2 separate regions of the Mus musculus genome follow, and region 1 is linked to region 2. Evidence: chromatin contacts called from public Micro-C data. All regions are on one chromosome and are shown on one strand. Each heading gives the region's core, a stretch centred on a gene start, on an enhancer-like site or on the middle of the called end of the contact. The rest is flanking DNA. Distances are from core to core; before and after follow the strand shown. Region 1 holds the start of Gm52281 (a long non-coding RNA gene). Region 2 has its middle 25 kb from the start of Gm33158.

Region 1 (5,769 bases), core at 1,060-3,559, 140 kb before region 2:
CTCTGGTGCCCTAAATAAATTCATATTTAAATAAGTATGTAAATAAGGACCTCTGTTAAGCTTCATGGTGTCAGAATGCTCCTTCCTCACCCAGAGCCTGGAAACCAGCCTGCAACTCCAGAAACCACTTTCACTGTGTGGCTTTGCTTCATACTTAGAGAGTAAAGTCACTAGACCTTTACAGTGACACCAGAAATAGGGCATGTTGTCATGTTCCTAGCCCAGGTTTAAGCTTACTATGACCTGAATCTGGATAATGGTGCTCACTTGCTGGAAGGACTGAGTCACTCCATACTGGGTTGGTCAGGCACTGATGGAGGAAGGGGTTGTTGTGGGCTGGCATGGTCCACGCACGAGGTTGTTCTTGGTCACTTTCCCTATCCCCTGGTCAGCCTGTTCTCTTAGTTATCCATGGGTGATACTTATTTATTTTTTAAAAGGTTTATTTGTTTATTTTATGTATATGAGTACTATAACTGTCTTGAAACACACCAGAAGAGGGCATCTGATTCCATTACAGATGCTTGTGAACCACCATGTGGTTGCTGGGATTTGAACTCAGGACCTCTGGAAGAGCAGTCAGTGCCCTTACCTGCTGAGCCATCTCTCCCGCCCTGGGTGGTGTTTATTAGGAGCTGCTGGAAATGATGTCAGCTGTAAAATCCAAGCAGATGGGAACCTAGAAAACGAGGACATTTAATCAGGTCGAAGACCTCAATCACTGGCCCAGCGTGGGCTGGGAGGATGAGGAGGTGGTATGCTGATCTAGTGAGTTTTGACAAACCTTAATTTCAGACTCGGGCTGCCTCTGAGACGTGACTTCAGGGTGTCCCCAAAGCCTTTATGTTCAAAAGTGACTTCTACCAGTGTCACTCTAAAGCCTAGAAGGCTATTTCTAGAAAGCTGTTTCTTTGGTTAAGTTTTTGTCACAAGAAGGCAAAGGTCCCCAAGAGAGCACGTGGAGCATCAGTTATAGCGTTCTTCCCAGAAAAAGCACTCTTGTATGAGATTAGCTTACAAGGCTGCTGTGGTTCAGGTGAGTTCTCAGAAATTCTAAATAAAGGCTGACCCTCTACCTCATAGATGTGGGGGAGCTATAGAGCCTTGAAGAGGTGGGGCCTAATGGGAGATTTTATGTCACTAGAGTTTTGTCCTTGAAGGGACAGTGGAATACATCTTCATTCTCTTATTGCTTCCTGGCTGCCATGAGGTGGCAGCTTCACCATACCATGTGATCCCAACATCATGGCTGCCTCCTGTCAGAGCCAAGAGCAACAGTGAAAATCAACCGTGGCCACAAACTTCCAAAACCACGACTGACACAGAACCCTCCCATTTCTAAGTTGACTCTCTCAGATATTCTATCATAGCGACAAGAAGCCCATCAGCATAGAGTCGCAGAAGGGAAGGAGATGGAATGTTTATAGATGGCTCTTCTCTCTCGATGGCATTGATGAACTGTTTCCTGACCTGAGTGATTGGGAGAAGCCAGCGTGGCTCATTTCTCAAGCCCAGGAGGAAGCCTCTGACATTCTGTCCCTCTGGTTTGCTTACCTGTCTTCTCCCACACATGTGGAGTTGGGATGGCTCCTCTGGGGATTATGGTCAGGGCACATCATTTAACACCTTGCTTCTGTCCTCAGAATGAGCATCCTTCCTCTAATGCTTCAAAAAGCGTCAAGCCCTCCTCTTTACGCATGTTGTGGACTCTCCCAACCAGCTTTGGTCCAGAGGCCATAGGGCAGTGTTCAGGGGGAAGAGGATGGGTGCTGGATGTTACGATCATTCGTGTTTGTTCTGTTCAGATGTTTCATCAGTATCAAAATCACATGCTAACCCATGTGTGTCCTCATGAAAGTGTTGTCTTCCCTTTCTTTCCTCTATGAGATTGCAAGTGCGTTTTAAAAAATGTTATTAAAATTAAGGTTTTCCTCCCCACTCACTTAGGTCACTTTTTAATTTATTTTCTGAAAATGCCTCCTGTTTCTGAATAGTCAGTCACCTTATCGTCGAAATTAACTCAGCATTTGTCTGGCTGTTGCAATTGCTACATCACTATCCAGCACACATTGCTACAACCTTGCATTGCAGTTCCAGCTACTCAGGGAACTGAGAGATTTTGGCTAGGTAAAATGTTAGGCACTAGCTTGGTAAATGTGAAAATGAAGAAAAACGTAAGAGTTCATAATTGAAGATGAGGTGGTACTTTAAAAAGTTATTTGTTTTGTTTGCATTTATGCAAGTGCACCGTGCACCATGCGCATGCGGCGCGATGCCCAGGAGGCTGGAAGTGTTGGCTCCTTTGGAACTGGAGCCCTAGATGAATGTGTACCACGTTTTGGCCTTTGTGGAAATGAACACTTTGTCTCCTCACTTTGAACATGGCAGCTGGTCCTCCCAACCCTCACTGTAACCCTTAGAGAGGCTTTTAAAGCTTGTTCAGTTTCACACAGAAGACACCAGGAGCCAATGCAGTGAGCAAATCCTTCTGGGGACTGTGTGAAATAAATTACTCATTTGTTTTTCTTGCCCTGGCATGTCTGCATAATCAAGGCAAGAAATGCCAAGGGTTGATTTTGACTTTCTTCCCGTTTGGTTTAAATTTACCACCCACGGTAATCCAAAATACAACCCACACGTGGGATCTGTGTGTTTGTTTCGCTGTCATGCTGTGACCGTGTGCAAACATGGTTGCACGCAAATCTTTAGGATCAGACAGATGGAATGTCATTTACATTCTTGCTGAGAATATCAGAGAACATTCAGAGAAGTATTCTCCCAGCCTGCCATTGCATAAAGTTCATAGTTGCGCTGTTTGTATAGTTGACCACCCACTGAAGCCAAGGCATGTGAAACTGCTGTCCACTAACATGGGCCTGAAGGTCACATGGGACCCACCCAAAGATGCTTCCAGTAGACCGGTGGAGTATTACAACATTGCCTATGGGAAGTCACTGAAAAGTCTTAAGTCCATCAAGGTGAATGCGGAGACACACTCCTTCCTTATTAAGGACGTGGGTAAGTGACACACATTCCTTTCTTCACTCACCCCTAACTGTGCATCAACAGTTGCAGCTGTGCACTTAGGATAGCTGTTGGCAAGACAGAGTGTGGCTGGCCCAGAGTCTTTGGAAACAGAAAGCCACGTTTTGAGACTCATCATAAGGATATGCTTGGAGGTCCTTGCTCATACACTTAACCGAAGCATTCCTAATGTCAAAATAAAGTAGGAAGTTTTAGTTTTTGATAGTGCTTTGGAAAACAATGGAAACATTGTTGATCTTTTATTATTACTATTTTTGATCTTATAGAAACTTGACTATTAGATGGTTTAATAATCTAGTATGAACATCTTTCCATTTATAAGCCATTTAATAATTAAGCACAGTTGACCACTGAACAACTTTGGTTTGAACTGTGTTGGTCTGATCATATGTAATTTGGGGGGGGGGGTGGATTGTGACAATTAGGAAAAAAAGCTTGCTGAAGAACTTCGAAGCCTAGTGATATAAAGATGTTGGGTGGGTCAAAAATGCATAAAATGTGTAAATGACAATCTAAATTATCTGCTACTATAATGTAATATACAAATCTATTTACAGTTAGCATTTTTCAACACTTACATGTGCAAACACTTGAGTTCACACACAGCACCTGCCTCAGTCTACATTGTCAGACGATACAGTATGATACAGCCTAGAGTTATCTGAGAGGAGAAGCCTCAGCTGAGAAGTTGTCCGTAATATGTTGGCCTGTGGGCATATCTATAGGAGATTGCCTTGAATATTCATTGATATAAGAGGACCCAGCCCACTGTGGGCAGCAACATCCTTAGGCAGACAATCCTGAGCCATGTAAAAAAGCCAAGTAAGCATAAACAAGTCTCCCCAAAGTGAGCCAGAGAGCTAACCAGCAAGCAGCATTCCCCCATGGTTTCTTCTCTGAGCTCTTATTTGAGTTCCTGTCTTGGTTTTCCTCAGTGATGGACTCTGACCTGCACATATAAGATAGATAAACCCTTTCCTCCTCTAGGTTGCTTATCACAACAACAGAAAGAATCCTAGGATATATAAACAGAGACTGCAGTGTTAAACCATGACTGCAGAAAACTGACTCTCATGACGTCAGCGTCCTCCAGGTGTGAGCATCCCATCTCCCTAGTAAACCATGCATCTCTGTTTCTAAAACAAAACAAAACAAAAGGTCCGATATCTTGTCACTCTGGCTAACCTTTCACGCAATGTGATACTCAACAATACGGAAATAGGTGTCACTTGGCCGCTTCTGCTAGCCATGGGGTTTCCTGTCACTGGCAAGCTCGTTTTTTTACCTGCACGGGTGTTGGGGCCCCTACCTCCCCGAGTTGCTCCAGGGTAACTGTGTCACATGCCTGTGAAGGTCACAGAAGGTCACGCGTGCAGAGAGGACAACCTTTGTACTCACTGAAACCTGATTTTCAGTTGATTCTGAAACACGGGGACATTTTAAGTCCTACCTCAGTGTGCTTTGTCTTAAAGGTACAGCCCTAGGGGGTCTGCCTCTGTACCCTCTTTTCTTCCTCTAAAATTTCTACCATCATGGAAGGCTACAACTTTGAGATGAGGCATGAGGAAGTCACAGAGCCAACTAGAGAAAAACTAGTATCCTTTGTGCCATGTTACTGTTCTGATCCTGGCATGAACCACAGCACACCCCTCCGCATCTCCACCCTCTGCTGGGTGCCACTGTGTTCTTTGGGTAAACAGACCTAGAGGGGGCCAGGTTCCCTTCCTCCTGCTTCCAGCCAAATACACAATGCTATGAAGCACGGTGGCTTACATCCCCAGTCCAGCTGTGAGGTTAAATGTAACAGAGCAAAGACTCAAGCAGGGTTAGATTTGATCAAACACAGGGTTGTTATGATTGCTGGAGAGAAACACACACACACACACACACACACACACACACACACATGAGAGAGAGAGAGAGAGAGAGAGAGAGAGAGAGAGAAACACCCGATAAACAACGTCTCCCAAGGAAGTGATGAGTTAAATGGTCGAGAGTCGGAGACATGTGGACTCCATTGCTGGGGAATTCAAATGAGTCCAGAGTGAGGAAAGGCTGACAAAGCACAATTCTGTATTCTGTTGGGACCTGGAACGGTTTCCCATTAGCTCGGCAGGTTGTGCCAGGCCCTAAATGCCACCAGCTCCTGCCACAGACAGCCAAGAGCCCACAGCCAGGCTTGAGTATAGCAGAAGTCCCAGATAGCCTCAAACCTCCAGCTTGAGGACTGAGTAAGGTTCTGTTTAAAAGAATGCCTCAAGGTTGGGAAATGCCGTTCTCCCTCGCCTTCCCGACAGGACAAACTGTCATCTCTCCAACGTCCACCCCGCCCCACACTCACAGGCTTTAAGCTCCTCAAGGAACTGCTTCTTCCTTACCTGCTATGAGACAATGATTCATTTGGGGGGAAATTAGTGTCACAGTTTTGGTTTTGGAAACTCGCGAGTCCAAGGCTTTGTGCTGTAACAGTTCCCTTGGTTTCCTTTTGAATCTCAACGGTTTCAGGGCTCAGCCAAGGAGACCTCTGCTACTTGCCTTGACCCTGAGACCAAAGTCCAAAAGCAAAAGCCTAATTATTTCAAGATTAGCATTTTCAGAATTCCAGGAAATATTTTTCTAACCTTTTTTTTTGTTAAAATAGTCAAAAACCACATGCAGATGTAGTCTGGGGAACATTTTACAGTGAAAAAGAAAAATTCCATGAAGCGTTATGTACAGCAATAA
Region 2 (6,110 bases), core at 611-3,110:
TGGTCCCTGCTGCTTCAGGGCAAGCTCTTCAACCATGAAGCTATGCCCCCAGCTCCCTCGTGGGCACTTCTGTTGTGTACTATTGCACCTATGGATGTCATAATTTCATGTTCTTTTGTCTGTAATGTTTGTGTTGATTATGAGCAGGTCTGGGTACGATCCTCTCACCAAGCCGTCTTCCTTTGAGGGCTGTATATTTATTTGTTCCTCTCCCCCTTCCTGACCTGCCTGAAACCTTTGGTGTAACTTCTAAGGGAAAGCAGACGTAGGAATGCATAGGGTGGTTGGAGAAGCACTCTTAGATTATCTGCATCCCCTGACCACACCCAGATAGCAGACTCCACTAATTGCTTGCTGATTGTTCAGTTGCTTTCAATAACACTCCAGGGCATAAATCACTCCACAGTCAGCTCCAATTAGATTTGGACTCCTTCACAGGGGTAGTTCTAAGGTCAGTGTTTGAGGTTTGTCATGACGCCCAAGAGGACTCTCATTAACTGTCTCTTTCCCTGGTTCTCTCATGAAATGACTGGTCTAGGTTTTTCTTCTGAACTCTCTTCCTAAATGCTTGCTTCTGAGACTTTTTCATCACTTGGGGGTGGAGGGTATGAAGTGTGATCTTCCCATACATTTAGTTTGAAACAAGATCTCAGGAAGGCCTGCTTTTCCCTCCAGGGAAAACTTCTGGGCCTCAGCTCTCTATACCTGCAGCAGGGACAGTGCAAATCTCTCCAAGTGTGGTGTCTGCCTCAGGAGCAGGGCACTGGGTAGGACGGAAGCCTCAGATTTCTAAGCCTTTTTCCTCTTAATATAACTCTACTACCCACTCCCAAACAAGCTTGCAGCACAAATGGCTTTAGAAAGATGAAACTCAGCCAGGCAGTGGTGGCACACACCTTTAATCACAGCACTTGGGAGGCAGAGGCAGGCAGATTTTTTTAGTTTGAGGCCAGCCTGGTCTACAGAGTGAGTTCCAGGACAGCCAGGACTACACAGAGAAACCCTGTGGGGGGGTGGGGGGGGAGAACCCTGTCCTACCAGGTACAGGCTTGGCTCTTTTGGGGACTATCCCTGATACCTTGTTTAATATAAAAGTCTTCTCCGAGTTGGGCCCCCATGCCTACTGATGGTGTTGAGTAGTGGGTAATGGAGACCCTTGTTGCTTCTCACAGTGTGTTGTTATTTTCCTGTTGTTGTGATAAAGTGTCATGACCTAGGTGGATTACAGAACAAAGTATATTTGGGCTTACATTTCCAGAGGGTTAAAATCCAAGGTGGTGGATCAAGGACATAGTGGCAGGAGCTGAATTGGGGCTCATCTCTCGAACTGCAAGCACAAAGCAGAGAACACGCTGGAAATGGGGTGTGAGTTAGAAACTGAAGAGCCTTCCCCACAGTGACACACTTCCTCAGGCAAGGCCATGCCTCCTAAACCTACCCAAAAGCCACCAACTGGGGACCATGTGTTAAAAAATCCAAGCCACTAGGACACATTCTCATACAAACCACAACACGGTACTCAGCAGGAAAGTCTGCCCCCTCCCTCAGTAGCAAAAGGGTGTGGTTGCTGGCCACCTCTCTTTGCCAACTGCACCTCTCAAGTGACGCTAATATTCCAAATCTGCGAGCCAACCCTCTGTTGCTTCCTCCTTGCCAGAGTGATGAATTAAAAGTTTTATCTTCATAGTTCTAACTAGCAACTCCTCAGTCATTTCTATAATGTTATCCAAAAGATACCATTGTTCATTAGGGCCTTTCAGATTGGCATAATCAGCCATTTCTCTCCTATTTGAACTGTCTTCATTCCTGTAATATTTGTGGGTGCGGTGGCTGTTGGAAGCCTTTGAGATTTGCAGAGCTTTGCAGCTGTGGAAAAATCTCCACTAAAGCTGCTCCAGCTTAGTTTAACTCAGATGTCTGGACCTGGTGTGGTTAGCAGAAAGTTTCAATAGAGCAGTAATTACTTTTTTAGTATTGTAATATACGGGAAGAAAATCCTGGCTTCCAAGTTGGGAAGTCCTGCTGTGAGTCAATAGAGCTCCCACCTCTGACCTCTCAGAGGTAGGGACAGGAGTCTTGTGACTCCCAGGATAGAGCTGGGGAGCTCTGAGGTCCCCCAACCAGGTCAGGAGAGATGAGTGTGGGGCTGAGGTCACTCTTGGCATCTGTGTCTTGGCTCCTGCCTGGCGGCTAGGTCTGGAAGGCCGGTGGCTGGGAAGGAGGCCTGGCTTTGTCCTTTGTTTCTCTGGCCCCAACAAACACATCTGAGCTGTTTGAGTGGGTACTCACTTGAAGATCTCTGGCATCCCAGGCATCTTTGGATGAGGCCAAGCAAAGTGAGCAGGACACAGTCAATCCAAGCCTCTTTGGATGAATATTTGGTGACTGTCAAGTATAAGGAAACTCAAAGATACACAAGACATCATGACATAGTGTGTTCCCTGACTGAAGGGAGCAAGGGGACAAGGGGGACAATCCCAACCTGCACAAGCAGCAAGGTCCCTGAGAGATGAGGTGACAGAGAACACTTAGCACTCAACCCAGCTGTTAGAGTCGTTTCGCCAAGATGAACTATGGAGTTGGTTTTTCATCAAAACATCTAAGTTGGGATTCTAAACTTCCTTAAGCCTCTAGGAAAGAGGGACCTGGTTCTTCAGGCCAGGACAGCCAGTGTGTAGTCACACTCAGCTGCTCCCCAGCTTCTCCTATCCTGTCTCAGAGAGCACCGAGAACCTCCCTGGGTGCTCAGTGATATGTGCTGTGAGACAGGCCTCTTAAAAGCCAGATGTCTTACTCTCTCCACACCCACTGGGATTTCTGGATCTCTGGTGACTTAAGTAAGAGTGTCCTTCGTAGGCTCAGGAATGAACATTTTAACTGGGCTAAGTGCACCCCATCACTCCGTGTATCTGACTGGATATGGGGGGGGGGGCGGTGATTTGAGAAATCCCAAAAGGTCCCACTGCTACCCATTTATCCTCTGAAAGTTCTGCACTGCTTGACAAATAGTGGTCATGACTTGGAGTATGGCTCTCTAAGATCTCCCCCTACCCAACCCCTGTGATTGCACCTTTACAATACAGACATTTCTTGGGAAAGGCAGGATACTCTTCACTCCATTGAAATGTCATTTATCACAAGTTAGCTGTTGAGTAAGGATGGAACTGCCTGGAGTGGGCCAAGGAACAGGCAGTTTTGCTAAGAAGAGAAAGGAAAAATTGTTCACAGCATGAGAGAAGGAGGCACAGTAGCTCTAGGCTAGGTCAAGAAGACCCCAAACTGTAGGATTTCCCTGTGGAGGAAGTTTGAGCTGCCTGAAGTGTAGGAAATGAAGAAGGAACAGGAAGAGTCCTGGGAGGGTGGAGGACAAACAGAGAGAAAGGAGCCATGACAGAATGTTCACAGTAGAGTCATTTCACACAGATTCACAAGGAAAGCTGACAACAGATAAAAATAACACTGAGCCATGACACCCTCAGCTGGCTTCTAATGACTTGTAGGCACCACTGATAGCCCTCCCTATTCTTCATGGCCCTGCAAAGCCAGCCAATACACACAACTAATTATATAATTTTATGTGAATTGAGTTAACTAAATGAACAGACACTGCTCTTTTGAGCAATGGAGACTAATATCCAGTACACAAAGATTTTAGGTTTGCTCATGCAATCAAACATCAAACAAGAAAGCCACTTCTTCCCTGGGTCATACTTTTTTTTTTTTTTTTGAGACAAGGGTTCTCTGTGTAGCCTTGGCTGTCCTGGAACTCACTCTGTAGACCAGGCTGGCTTCAAACTCAGAAATCCACCTGCCTCTGCCTCCCAAGTGCTGGGATTAAAGGTGTGTACCACCATGCCCAGTGGGTTATACTTTCTATAAAGTCACCCTCTGAATATATTTCACAGATACAAACAGTCTGGATTTTTTTTCTTATGGTGATTTGAGTGAGAATGTCCCCCCTTAGACTCAGATATTTGAATACTTGGTCCTCAGTTGTTGGCTGTTTGTGTGGGTTTAAAGGTCTTGCTGGAAGAAGTACTTGCTTAAGAAAATATGTTGCTAAAAACAAAATAAAACAAAACAAAAAACAAAAAACAAAACAAAAGCTGGGTGTGATGGCGCATGCCTTTAATCCCAGCACTTGGGAGACAGAAGCAGGCCGATTTCTGAGTTTGAGGCCAGCCTAGTCTACAAAGTGAGTTCCAGGACAGTCAGGACTATACAGAGAACCCCTTTCTTGAAAAACAAAAACAAAAACAAAAACAAAAACAACAACAAAAAAAAAAACAAGAAAATATGTTGCTGACAGTGGACTTTGAGGTTTCAAAGCTATGCACCATTCCAAGGTCCTCCCACTACACACACACACACACACACACACACACACACACACACACACACCCTGCTTCATGCTTGAGGTTCAAACTGTGAGCCCTCAGCTTTCTCTTCCTGCCACTATGCCCTCTGCTTCTTGCCACAAGTGCCCACCATGATGTACTCTTGTCTCTCAGGAGACATAGCCCCAGTTAACTCTTACATAAGCTGCTTGGATTGTGGGGTTTTATCACAGCACGAGAGAAGTGAGGGATACAGTCTTCATGGATGCATCATCCGTCTTCCTGGGGCTCCTTAAGGAAACTGCGTCAGTTCTCTGTCCACACAAAGACTTGACCACTGCAAATTCCACAACAACCCAAGTACCTCTGTGATGACAGATCCTGACAAGTCTCTGGATTGAGGTGAGCTATCCAAGTGCCAGAAGGAGGAGCTATCTTCTGGAGGCATCTGTAGGGTGGGTGGGACTCAGAGATCATTTCTTCACCCCTTACCCAGACTGACCAATGTCTAAACAGTGCAGAAATCACAACACATCAGCATTGCATTGTTCCAAGTGTTCTGACCTTGAGAGAGGCTCCGGAGCACACTTTCTCATCACTATGAGAGCCTCATATGAATTCTGAGATGCCAATGGTCAATATTTGTGAAGAGAAATCTGCTCTCTGAGAAACTAGGTTAGTTTATCCAAAGAAAGAATTACTACAGTAACCCTAATCTGATCCCAAGAACTGAGCCCAAATCACAACTCCACACCATCTTTGTCGACCTTTGACAGTTTAACACTCTCCTACCCCAACCTTGACCTCAGGCTAACCCTCGGGAGTCTCCACAGCCCCCAGGGAGGTCTCTGCTTTTTCCTGTTTCCAAATGTCCCTCTGAACCCAATGCTCTGTATCTTGCCTGGACCAGAAGTCTTTGCATTTTAATAGGAAAAAAAATATTTCAAGTTGGATGCTGAATGAATTCCTTGCAAATGGTTTAACCATAGAGTGCTGACAATTCCTTTTACTTCCCCTAATGATGTCGGGTTTCTAAAATGTGTTTGGCAGTATACACATATCTTTCTTATGGGATTTTTTTATATGTCCTTTGAACATGAACTCTTCTAAAAACTTTATTGTGCTTATTAGGTTTCTCTTGCACACATTTATTGGGAAAGCATTGATTGCACAGGCGAAAGAAGAACAACCCCGAACAAGGAAAATGATGCTGCTTATATAACCCTCCATGTGACGTGTCAGCTCCTGATTAGCTGCTCACTCATCACCCCACTACTATGCCCCGGGATGGGCAGTGACTTGGCACGAATTTACTCTTGCACCTGCGCACATTACTTGTTTACCAGTTAGGCACAGCGGAGAATCGTGATGGCAATTGCTTATGGCTCTCCACAGGTTTCAGCTTGAAATGCGGCTGGACCATTAATTTGTCCTTGGAGGGCCAAGGTTTGTCCAAGGAAGTAAAAAAGAATATTTAAGATGGGAGCTTTCCTAAATGCTGTGTGTGTGACAAGGCTAGGGTGATGGTTGTATAGTATTCTGGGATGTAAAGCAATGGCTTCACACAGCTCAAGAACCTAAAATAATTAGATATTTTCTTTCTTTAGCATCTGAAATGTTAATGGAAGCTTCATGCTATGCCTATGCCTTTAGCACTCATGCCATTGAAGTCACCTCTTAGTCATTAATTTTTATGATAGTCTAAGCTTCTCAAGTCTGGCCAACCTATGACCTAGCATCAGGATGAAAGGAAACACTGCATCCTTGGAAACA

What was found. A called contact is a pair of places that touch in the nucleus more often than the background predicts.
Region 1: a Micro-C map of muscle stem cells shows a contact between it and region 2, with 3 times the contacts expected there. The contact joins two enhancer-like sites. A contact is called at or near these places in 1 of 39 promoter capture datasets (embryonic stem cells), 11 of 484 Hi-C or Micro-C datasets (CD8 T cells, the P5424 cell line, cardiomyocytes and 7 more) and 3 of 9 other capture datasets (adipose tissue, liver and macrophages).

What each region holds. Positions count from the first base shown.
Region 1 is chr17:7,802,076-7,807,844 of GRCm38.p6, reverse strand. Fndc1 (fibronectin type III domain containing 1) reads left to right here. Exons shown (of 21, transcript NM_001081416.2): 2 at 2,824-3,018. It overlaps Gm52281 (a long non-coding RNA gene), which reads right to left and starts at 5,491. Exons shown (of 3, transcript XR_003952218.1): 1 at 5,424-5,491; 2 at 593-679. Within about 2 kb of position 2,309, at least 4 of the 459 cell types and tissues checked have an H3K27ac peak or open chromatin away from gene starts, as enhancers often do. A contact at or near this core is called in muscle stem cells, where this site is marked.
Region 2 is chr17:7,660,146-7,666,255 of GRCm38.p6, reverse strand. No RefSeq gene overlaps it. Among named protein-coding and RNA genes, the nearest start is that of Gm33158, 25 kb to the right of the region's middle. Within about 2 kb of position 1,860, at least 33 of the 459 cell types and tissues checked have an H3K27ac peak or open chromatin away from gene starts, as enhancers often do. A contact at or near this core is called in muscle stem cells, where this site is marked.